2 separate regions of the Macaca mulatta genome follow, and region 1 is linked to region 2. A link is a contact called in public Hi-C data. All regions are on one chromosome and are shown on one strand. The core of a region is the stretch at or near the end of the contact, and the rest is flanking DNA. Distances in the headings are between cores, read along the strand shown.

What was found. Hi-C and Micro-C count contacts between places; a contact is called where the count stands out from the background.
Region 1: a Hi-C map of fetal cortical plate shows a contact between it and region 2, with 2.1 times the contacts expected there. The contact joins the promoter of PHF21B here to the promoter of NUP50 in region 2. A contact is called at or near these places in 2 of 14 Hi-C or Micro-C datasets (fetal cortex germinal zone and fetal cortical plate).

The regions. Positions count from the first base shown.
Region 1 is chr10:6,462,232-6,467,321 of T2T-MMU8v2.0, forward strand. PHF21B (PHD finger protein 21B) reads left to right here and starts at 3,643. Exons shown (of 13, transcript XM_028827608.2): 1 at 3,643-4,144; 2 at 5,022-5,087. The coding sequence starts at 4,091.
Region 2 is chr10:6,327,053-6,332,319 of T2T-MMU8v2.0, forward strand. NUP50 (nucleoporin 50) reads right to left here and starts at 2,687. Exons shown (of 8, transcript NM_001265689.2): 1 at 2,451-2,687. LOC144331605 (a long non-coding RNA gene) reads left to right here and starts at 2,968. Exons shown (of 2, transcript XR_013398900.1): 1 at 2,968-3,177; 2 at 3,366-3,801.

The sequences.
Region 1 (5,090 bases), core at 2,393-4,892, 140 kb after region 2:
TGGGAGTAACTGTAGTTAGTTTGATACATTCCAACCTTATATCCAAAGAAAGGAAGGCTAGGAGAGCTTGAGTAACCTGCCGTAGGTCATGAGGCTATTAAGGGTGGACTCAAGTCTCAAACCCACACCTTCAAGCCCCACTCCCCTCCACCCCATCCACTTGACACCATGTAGGTGAGCAGAAATGTGGATGTTGAGATTAGCTGCAGACACTGCTCATTTCTATGATCATCACCAACAGTCCACCTTCCCCTCAAAAGGAATGTATCTCTCAGTATTCATTCATTTATTCACTGCCTCACTCACTTATTCATCCAGTAAGCACCCACTCAGCTCAAGGCACTCTGGGACATCATTTAACACACGAAGACCGTGCTCTGCCCGCAAGAGTTGGCTCCGGCTCCAGTGGGGAAGAAAACAATTGCCGGCCGGGCGCAGTGGCTCAAGCCTGTAATCCCAGCACTTTGGGAGGCCGAGATGGGCGGATCACGAGGTCAGGAGATCGAGACCATCCTGGCTAACACGGTGAAACCCCGTCTCTACTAAAAAATACAAAAAACTAGCCGGGCGAGGTGGCGGGCGCCTGTAGTCCCAGCTACTCGGGAGGCTGAGGCAGGAGAATGGCATGAACCCGGGAGGCGGAGCTTGCAGTGAGCCGAGATCTGGCCACTGCACTCCAGCCTGGGTGACAGAGCAAGACTCCGTCTCAAAAAAAAAATAAATAAATAAAATAATTGCTTACATTAGGGGACAGAATGCCTCCTCTGCTAAGGGAGTTCTTCATTGTCACTCACCATCATTGCTGTGATGATGGAGGAAGGGTAAAGAACTTATGCATAGAAAATAGGGGAATTTTCCCAGAAAAGGCACTTGGAGTGCATCTTGGAGGATGCAAATGATTTTCAAAACCTGAGTTCTGAGAAAGGGCATCCCAGACAGAGGGCACAGCATGGGCAAAGGGAGGCCTGGCGCACAGGATGTGCTCAGGAAAATGCACGCTTGCAACGCGAGTGCAGGACTCCTGGGCTGGTTCACATTGGCTGAGCATGGTGGCTCATGCCTGTAATCCCAGTACTTTGGGAGGCCAAGGCAGGAGGATTGCTTGAGCCCAGGAGTTCGACACCAGTCTGGGCGACATAGTGAGACCCCATTTCTTTAAAAAAAAAACAAAAAAAATTAGCTGGGCCTGGTGGTGTGCCTATGGTCCCAGCTACTTGGGAGGCTGAGGTGGGAGGATTGCTTCGGCACAGGAGGTGGAGGCTGTGGTAAGCCAACGATAGAGCCACTGTGAGCCAGCCTGTGTGACAGACTCACTCAGGAAGTGAGTATGCAAAAAAACAGAAGGGCAGTAGATGTAACTGTAACCCAGATTAGTTAACAGAAACTTGCAAACAGTGCTTTAAGACTCCATAGTGGGAGCCACTATCCTCCAGCCAGCATCAGCCTGAGTCTGTGTGGGCTGAAGACGACCTGAATATCCTCTGTTGATTTAATTACCTACGTGGCTGATAAAATTACTCAGAATTTTTACCAAGAAGCCAGTGGCATTTACAGAGATTACAGTAGGAATCCTCTTTCTGCACGATTTCTCTCTGGCTCTCCAAGCACTGGTCTCCAGGGCAGTCCACTTTCCTGGGCTGGTGTTCAGCCCAGCAAAAGCACGAAGGAGGGAGGCCGCCGCCCTGACCCGGGCTAAACCCAGAAGCGGGAGGAGTGGATACCTCTTGCAGCACCCCGAGTCAGCGTCTCTGTTTTGCATTTGAGGAGCCCTGCTTCTCCTTGCTTGGGGCAAAACCAAAGGGATCACGACCACTTCAAACACGGGCTAGTTTTGCATCCACATTAACCGGTAATGGCTTATGTGCCTGTGGTCCCAGCTACTTGGGAAGCTGAGGTAGGAGGATTCCTTGAGCAGGGGAGGTGGAGGCTGTGGTGAGCTATGATTTCACCACTGCACACTAGCCTGCATGACAGAGTGAGACACACACAGGAAATGAGTAACTATGCAAAAAACAGAGGGGCATGTACATGATCCTTACCATAATCCACGTATTAACCCACATAATTAAATCAACAGAGGATATTCAGGTTGTCTTCAGCTCACACAGATTCAGGCAGATGCTGGCCAGAGGGTAGTGGCTTCTCCTGTGGAGTCTTTTCTGTTCGTTTTTTTTCCGAGACGGAGTCTTGCTCTGTTGCCCAGGCTGGAGTGCAGTGGTGCAATCTCGGCTCACTGCAACCTCTGCCTCCCGGGTTCAAGCAATTCTCCTGCCTCAGCCTCCGGAGTAGCTGGAATTATAGGCTTGCGCCACCACGCCTGGCTAATTTTTTGTATTTTTAGTAGAGAGCAGGTTTCACCATGTTGGCCAGGCTGGTCTCGAACTCCTGACCTCGTGATATGCCCACCTCAGCCTCCCAAAATACTGAGATTACAGGCGTGAGCCACCACTCCGGCCGGCCTCCTGTGGAGTCTTAAAGCGCTGTTTGCAAGTTTCTGTTAACTAATTTGGGTTAAGGGTGCTGGGTTATGGGATGAGGGGCCATCTGTATTTGGGGGTCCCAAGCACATAATTTATGACAAATGCCCTAACAGAGAGCAGAACAACACTGGGGTCCTCTCTTAAAAAAAAAAAAAAGAAAGAAAGAAAGAAAAGGGGGAATTCCAATAACTTCTGCCAACAAAAGAAATGTGTGACCTGTTGGCATATGTTGAAAGGGACATATGTCGATAGTGCTTGCTTGGGTATTTTTTGTGCTGCCGGAGATGAATCTGAAGTTAAAACGACTTAACAGCTTAAAAGTTTACTTTGACTTATGATGGCACCCTTTCTCCCCAGCGTGTTTGAAACGTGCCAGTTGCTGCCAACTGGGCACCCGGCACTCCGACCTGAATGAAGATGGCAGCCCCGAGGTGGTTGACAGTGACTCTGGGACATTAACCTCCTGGCTGCGGGGCTGGGGGTTCTGAAACGCGATCTCCGCAGCTGTAGTTATAATTGTTTTAGGTCGCATTGACCGGGCCTGTTTACGACTCTTAACAGTCTTAAAAAGTCCAGTGACATCTGTTGAGAGTTTAATTGTGAGTGTTAAAAAAAAAAAAAAAAAAAAAAAAAAAAACCATTAAAGGAAGAGCCAAGAGATCAATTTTCTTGCTGTTTAAACAACACGGAGGCCATCAGGCGGCGGGGGAATGTTGCGACGCGACTAATTTTATCTCCCAAGTCGCGGCGCTGGTATGGACAGGAGGGGTGGAAGAATTTAAATAAAATAGCAGAGGGAGGCGGAGGAGCGGGGAAAGGAGGGAGCCGAGGACCAGAGAGAGAAATGGAAACACGGACTCGCAGCCTCCCAGCGGAAAGTGTCCTCAACTCGGCGTTAACAGCGCAGGGGGTGAGGGCACCGCGTCCCCCGGGATGGACCTGGGGACAGAGAGGAAGACCCCGCGGTCGCCCCTCTCCGAGCGCCGGCACGAGCGGCCCCCGGAGCCCCCGAGCGTGCGTCTCCGTCCGCCACCACTTTTGTTCTCCGCTCGGGGCTCCGGGCCGCGGCGGGGCGGCAGTGCGCAGGCGCGGGCGGGGCGGGGCGCAGCGGGCGGAGGGTCCCGGCACCGCCCCCCGCCGCCCCGGCCCGCTCCATCCGGGCACTGCCGAATTAGCATCGTGCCGAGGCACAACTTTGCCGAGGCCCAGCGAGATCCAGGCGCGCGCGCCGGAGGAAATATAGTCCCTGCCGGCTGGAGGCTCGCGCGGGAGGCGGCGGCGGCGGCTGGGCGGGCGCGCGCGGGGCTGCGCGGGGCTCCCGGCGCCGGGGGGCCATGCGCCGGGCCGCGCCGGCAGCCCGGGGACCCGGCGCAACTTGCCGGGCAGCCTGAGGAGTTGGGGCAGCCGCGGGCTCGGCGCCGCGGCGCCCGGAAGCCTTTCTTCCCCCTCGCCAGCCCCCTTCCCTTTCGGCCGTGGGGGAGGGGGCTCGTGTCCCCCCCACCGAGCCCGGAGGCCGTGTCCGCCCGCGCCCGCTCTGGCTCCCGCGAAGCCGCGCAACTTCCCGGGAGCCCGGGCCAAAGTGAGCGCAAAGTGCTGCCCAAGTTGCCGGGATGGAGCTGCAGAGCCGGCCCGAGGCGCTCGCCGTGGAACTCGCGCGCCACCAGGTAGGTGGCCGGGGGCCGGGCTCGGGGCCGGGGAGTGTGTTGCGGGGCGAGGGGGTTGGGGGACCCGAGCCCGTCGTCCTCTCTTCCCGGTCTCAGGATCTTCCAGGCTGGAGTTTGCCCCGGGCGGGGGGCGAGGGAGTGATCACACGCGCAGACCCCCTTCTGGGCTCCCCTTCGCCCGCCCCCGGCGCTGTCCTGCACAGTGTGGGGGATCGAGGGCGCGCGGGACCCGAGTCTGGCGTCTTCTCTTAAGCGATGTAGGGTCTACATGACTGGGAGGGTGCCTGGAGGGGGCCCCTTCGTGAGCCGGCCCAGGGGAGGGGAGTGCGAACAGCCCCCTTTCCGGCCTCCCCTCGGGCCCCGCGCCCGGGGCGAACCTGCCCGGTGGGCGTAAGTAGTTTTGGCGATCGCTGCTGGCGAGCGGCGGCGTGGCGGCCGGAGCCTGAGCGGGGCTCGGCGTGCGCGTGTGTGTGTTGGGGAGATTAGGACGCGACTTGAATATTTATGAGCTTTGCTCGACACGGACTCGCCGTGTTTACTTGGCTCTTTGTTCCTCCCCCCTCCCCCGGCACACACTCACACTCACTCGCACACGCACCCCGGCCTGCAAACTTGCACGGCTCGGGGCGCGCCGCCGGGTGGCCTCGGCCCCCGCCCCGCCCCGCGAGCTGCCCCGATGAGGCGGCAGCCACAGGTAAGCGGCCCCGCGCGGCACTGCCCGGCCGCCGCGCGTGCGGGACGCCGCCCGGGAAACTTGGGGTACGCTGCGGCCTGTCCCGCTCGCGGGGCTCCGGGCGGGGGGTACCGCGGCCCGCGGGGCTGGGGCGCACCTGACCCCGGGCGGCCGGCTTGAGCCCGCTCCTCCGTGTTTCCGCAGAACGGCGACCTCAAGAAGCAGCTCCACGAAAGGCAGCCGCGGATCGCCGCGCTCAGCGACAAACAAGTA
Region 2 (5,267 bases), core at 1,437-3,936:
AAGTGCTGGGATTACAGGCTTGAGCCACCGCGCCCAGCCCTCTATACAGATTCTTTTAGCAATTTTTCTACTCATTAACTAACATCTCCGCCAGAGGGTCGGAGAAGTAAGAAGTTGCCAATGGTCACATATGCTATTTAAGATTAACTGTAGGGCCGGCGCAGTGCCTCACACCTGTAATCCCAGCACTTTGAGAGGCCAAGGCGGACAGATCACTTGAGGTCAGGAGTTTGAGATCAGCCTGGCCAACATGGTGAAACCCCACCTCTACTAAAAATACAAAAATTAGCTGGATGTGGTGGTGGCACCTATAATCCCGGCTACTCGGGAGGCTGATGCAGGAGAATCTCTTCAACCCGGGAGGCAGAGGTTGCAGTGAGCTGAGATCGCGCCAATGCACTCCAGCCTGTGTGACAGAGCAAGACTCCATCTCAAAACAAAACAAAACAAAGAAAAAAGAAAATTAACTGTGGAGAAAAAAGGGATGGAGCTGAATGCACAAAAACTGTAACAGTAAAATTTTACCTTCTAACTCATACCCACAATGAAGAGACAGGTGGCACAGCAAAATAGTCTAAATAAATGTAGGGGCTTCCACGTCCTAACACACTCACCAAATCAGTATATAACCAAAAGGCAGGGATCTTTGTTTTGTTTACAGATATACTCCAAATGTCCCAACAGCGCCCAGCTCAAACAGCAGGTGTTCTGTCTATCATTAGATCAATGAGCTGGGGTATTGCATAAAGTATTTCAAAAAATACTGAAAGATCTGGCGTCCCAGTTTTGCCATTTTCTAGCTGTGAGAACTTGGGCAAGTTATATTTAATTTTTGTGCCTCAGTTTCTTCATCTGTGGAACAGGAAGTATTAAGAAAGTTAAGATAAACAAAGATTGGCTTAGAACACTGCCTGGAGCAGAGGACGGGCTTAATAAATTATTAAACAAACAAGTGTTATTAGAAGCAAAGGCTATAAACTACCATTTTTCCTCCAAAACGTAAAAGTTGTAGCATGGAAGAATAACTTGGATTACAAACCAGACTTTTAAAAACATTTTACCTAATCCCTATTTTATTTCAAAGCATGACACTTCAGACAATACATTTTACTTCTATGCTACAAGTGGGGGGCGGGGGGGAACCCTCTGTAAAATATTCTGAACAAGGCCTGCCACCTGGCCTTATGTCTAGCTACTATTATGAAGAACTTAAGGGAGGCGGAAGAATCACTTGAAGCCAGGAGACGGAAACCAACTTGGTCGCTACAAAAATAAAGATAGACATAGATTAGATGAATAAATAGAAATAAAAAATTAGCCGGGCGTAGTGGCGCACACCTGTGGTCCCAGCTACCTGGAAGGCTGAGGCAGGAGAATCACTTGAGCCCAGGAGCTTGAGGCTACAGTGAGCTACTACTACACTCCGGCCTGGTGACAAAGCAAGACCCAGTCTCAACCAAACAATCAATAAAAGGGAATTTAAAAAGCGTCTGCGCTTGTGGGTAAAAAACCACCAAATTCGACATGATTTCTAGGTATGAAGCAACGTGGTAGGAGACTGAAAGTCTAGGCAAACTGGAAAAAACATTATTTGTGCCTGATATAGTTATGTGGTCTCTGGCATCTGGTGTAGCTCTGCCCTTGGAGCTCAACTTGTCAACATCAGCTTAAAACGAAAACACGGATTTCGTTATACTTAATAGTGAGGTGCCTTGTTGAAGGGAGAGAACAAGCGGGCCAACTAAGGAGACAGAAATACCGAATCTCCAAACTGTTTCTTAATGGAACCGAGCAAATGGGTGATCAATGACCCGGGAACGCAGTAAGAAAGTGAAGCTAGGCCAGAGAGGTAATGGGCCCAGGAGAAAAGCGACGAGGGGTGGCCAGGGGGAGAGGAGAATCGAGAGGAATCGCTAGGAAGGAAACGGAGACCACCACGCCAGGACAGCCCTGCCAGCCCCCTACCTCCTCCGGGGCCGCAGGGGCGAGCCTCACTCAAGTCGGACGCCGCAGCCTGGCGAGGCCCAGGGCCCGCTTCACAAACAGCCCACGCTGCGTCGCCGCTGTCATCCCACCCCACCCTCCACCCGTCGCTGCCCACCCACGCGCCCCGCCCGGCACGCGCGCCCGACCCAGGCTCCCTCCCTAGGGTCCCGGCCCCTAGCCCTGTACCCCACTCCCCAGTGTCCCGTCCTCCAGCCCCTCCCCAGGGTCTGGTCCCCCGGCCCCGCACCCCTCCCCATGGGCCCGTCCCCGGCCCCGCACCCCTCCCCAGGGGCCCGTCCCCCGGCCCTGAGCCCTCACCCCTCTCCCCAGGGTCCAGTCCCCAGCCCTGCACTAGCACTCCCCTCCCAGGCCCGAGCCCGCTCCCGCCCTACCGGTCCTGGGCTCTCAGCACCAGGCTCCCGCCCTCAGCCCCTTCCCCTCCTGCGCCAGCCGCCGCCCCTCACCTCCTCGGCCGCTGCCGCAGCACTCGCTAGGTCTTGGGTGCGGCGAAACCCGGGGCGCGGCGGCGCTGGGGTCTGGAGCGTACTAGTGGTCGTCTGGCTGAGCGCGCTCGGCCGCTTCCGGTGCTGCCCTGAGGGCCTCAGAGGACTTGGTGCTCGGCAAGCCCAGAGACTCAAACACCATGTCCCCGGGGAGGGGGAGCTCCTCACGCTGTGTTCGGCAGGGAGGCGAGAGAGCCGGTTCAGCCCGAGACCGCCGTAGTAACCGCGCCGAACACGCTCCGGGCGGCCATTTTGTAACTCGAATCTACCCCCAAAACCAATTCGAAAAAAAGGGAGGAAAGAAACGCCCGCGTTCAGCTACTGCGCAAGCGCGCCGGGACCTCCGGTAACAGCACCTCCTTCCGCCGGCCGGGCCCCTCACGCGGCGCATGCGCCCAGCTCCCTAGAAACCGGCGCCGGGCTGAGCGTGCCCGTCTCGCGCAAGCGCGCACGCGCCGACCTTAATCGCGGAGCCGGCGCCGGCAGCGGCGGCTTGGGGTGTTCGGCTCACGTGGGGCTGGCTGCGCGTCTTCCAGGCTGTTCTCGCGCTAGTCGCTGCTAAGGGGCCGGCCATGCGCGAGGAGCTGCGGCGAGGAAGGTCGGTCAGTGGACATGGCCGAGGCTCGCGGTGTCCGTGTGTGGGAGCTGCAGGGCTGAGGAGAGGCCGCCCGCGACCCTCGGGAATCCTGTGAGGTGCCAGTGGGATCGCTTCACGTCAGGAGGCCCCGCCCCGGGGCTGGCCGTACCTGGCCGGGGTGGCCCGGAGCGGCTGGGTCTCGGCGCCAGGAGGGGACGTGTGGACCGCCTGTTAAAGGACCCCTCGTTCGCTGACATTTGATTTTGCGTCGCGTGGCTTCTCTTCTGTTTTTTTTTCAGCCCCTGAGATCCCTTAGTGCGTCCTGGGCACTGAGCTTTGTCACCCAGGCTGGATTGAAGTGGCGCGATCTTGGCTCACTGCAACCTCCGTCCCCTGGGTTCAAGCGATTCTCCTGCCTCAGCCTCCCGAGTAGTTGGGATTTCAGGTGCCACCACCGCGGCCCGAACCCGTGTGGAATGTTTCACTTTGACCAGTGTCTGCGAAATAGCGGGGGGCTTAGAAAATGGTGCAGTTTGGACTAACAGATACGGCGACATCAAAATGTTTCCTGGGTCTGTTAAGTCCTGGGTTTGTTAACATTATTAATCTGTTCCTGTAACCCTAAATATCTTATTGTAAGGGTAAGCAAAATAATGAACACATTTAATTCTTAATTACGCATTGTAGCATGAAATAACTGATGCTTTTCTAATACAAATAAAAAAGATTTATGTCTATAATAGCACTGTAGCTGACTTGAGCCTTTCTGGATGGATTTCACTGCTGACTAAAATGACAACTTTAAACTGGCTATAACTCAGGAGAATGGAGGCACTTTGCACGCAGACATCTACCTCCATTGAATTTGGTTACTTTTAATGAAGCTCAAGTCTCAGGTTATGAAATACTGCTCCAAAGGTGTTAGCCACTTTTTTCCTATACTCTGCCTTTCAAAAATCCCTTTCAATTTGCTTAACCCCTGAGAGCCGAAGGATTTTGATGGTTGTTAGGTTGGGTCATTGTCATCATGTTCAGTAAATAAATATCCAGACATGTCAGTTTACCTACTTGACCTAATTCCAAACGAGTCCATGGTGATGTGATCCTGCCTTTCTTTCTGCTGTTAGAGGTCTATGCCAGGAGCCAGCTTTGTCTCCGTTTTGCCACAGTGATCAAGTCATAAATGTCTCAGATCATTCAAGTCCAGTTTAACCTAGTAAAGAAAATTGCAAGATAATATTGCTGTATTCTAGCTGTGTTCTGGCCTGCATTTTAGGTAGGCTTAAACCTTGACCTGGAGTCATTCTTGTTACGATTTACCAGAAAACACCCAACAGGAAGCTTACAGAACTACACTTTGCTCCTACTGATAAGGAATGAAAACAGGAAATGTTCTGTTTTCTGCCTGGCAGTGGGGCTTTGGAGTTAATCTCCTGGCCATATCACTTCCCAGCTTGACAGCCTTGGACAAACTGAACTCTGAGCTCAGTTTCTTCATCTGTAAAGTGAGAGTATATTATGTACTTTCATTTGGTTGTAGAGATTAAATGTGAACACTTAGGTAAAGCACACAGTATGGGCTGAGTAAATGGACTGTTAAATAAGATAGTATCAGTTGTTTTTAAGTTCCTTGGAGCTTTCCTAAACACCTCAAAAGATTTTCATTTTTTTCTAAAGCTAATATTTTTCTAATTCTTGTTTTAAAATATTTTACAGTAAAATTTTTGGCCAGGCGTGGTGGCTCACACCTGTAATCCCAACACTTTGGGAGACCAAGGCAGGAGGATTGCTTGAGCCCAGGAGTTGGGAGACCAGCCTGAGCAACATAATGAGACCTCGTCTCGTCAAAAAACTATGGAAAATTTTTGAAAAACAGGCCAGGCACGGTGGCTCACGCCTGTAATCCCAGCACTTTGGGAGGCCAACATGGTCAGATCGCTTGACCCCAGTAGTTTGAGACCAGCCTTGGCAACGTGGCAAAACCCCATCTCTACAAAAACTATAAAAATTAGCTGGGCATGGTGGCATGTGGTAGTTCCAGCTACTTGGGAGGGCTGACGTGGGAGAATTGCTTAACCCGGAGAGGTCGAGGCTGTAGTGAGCTGTAATTGCACCACTGCACTCCAGCCTGGGTGACAGAGCAAGACCTTGTCTCAACATAAATAAAATATTTGTGAAATGGTAATTCAGTTCCATTTTTT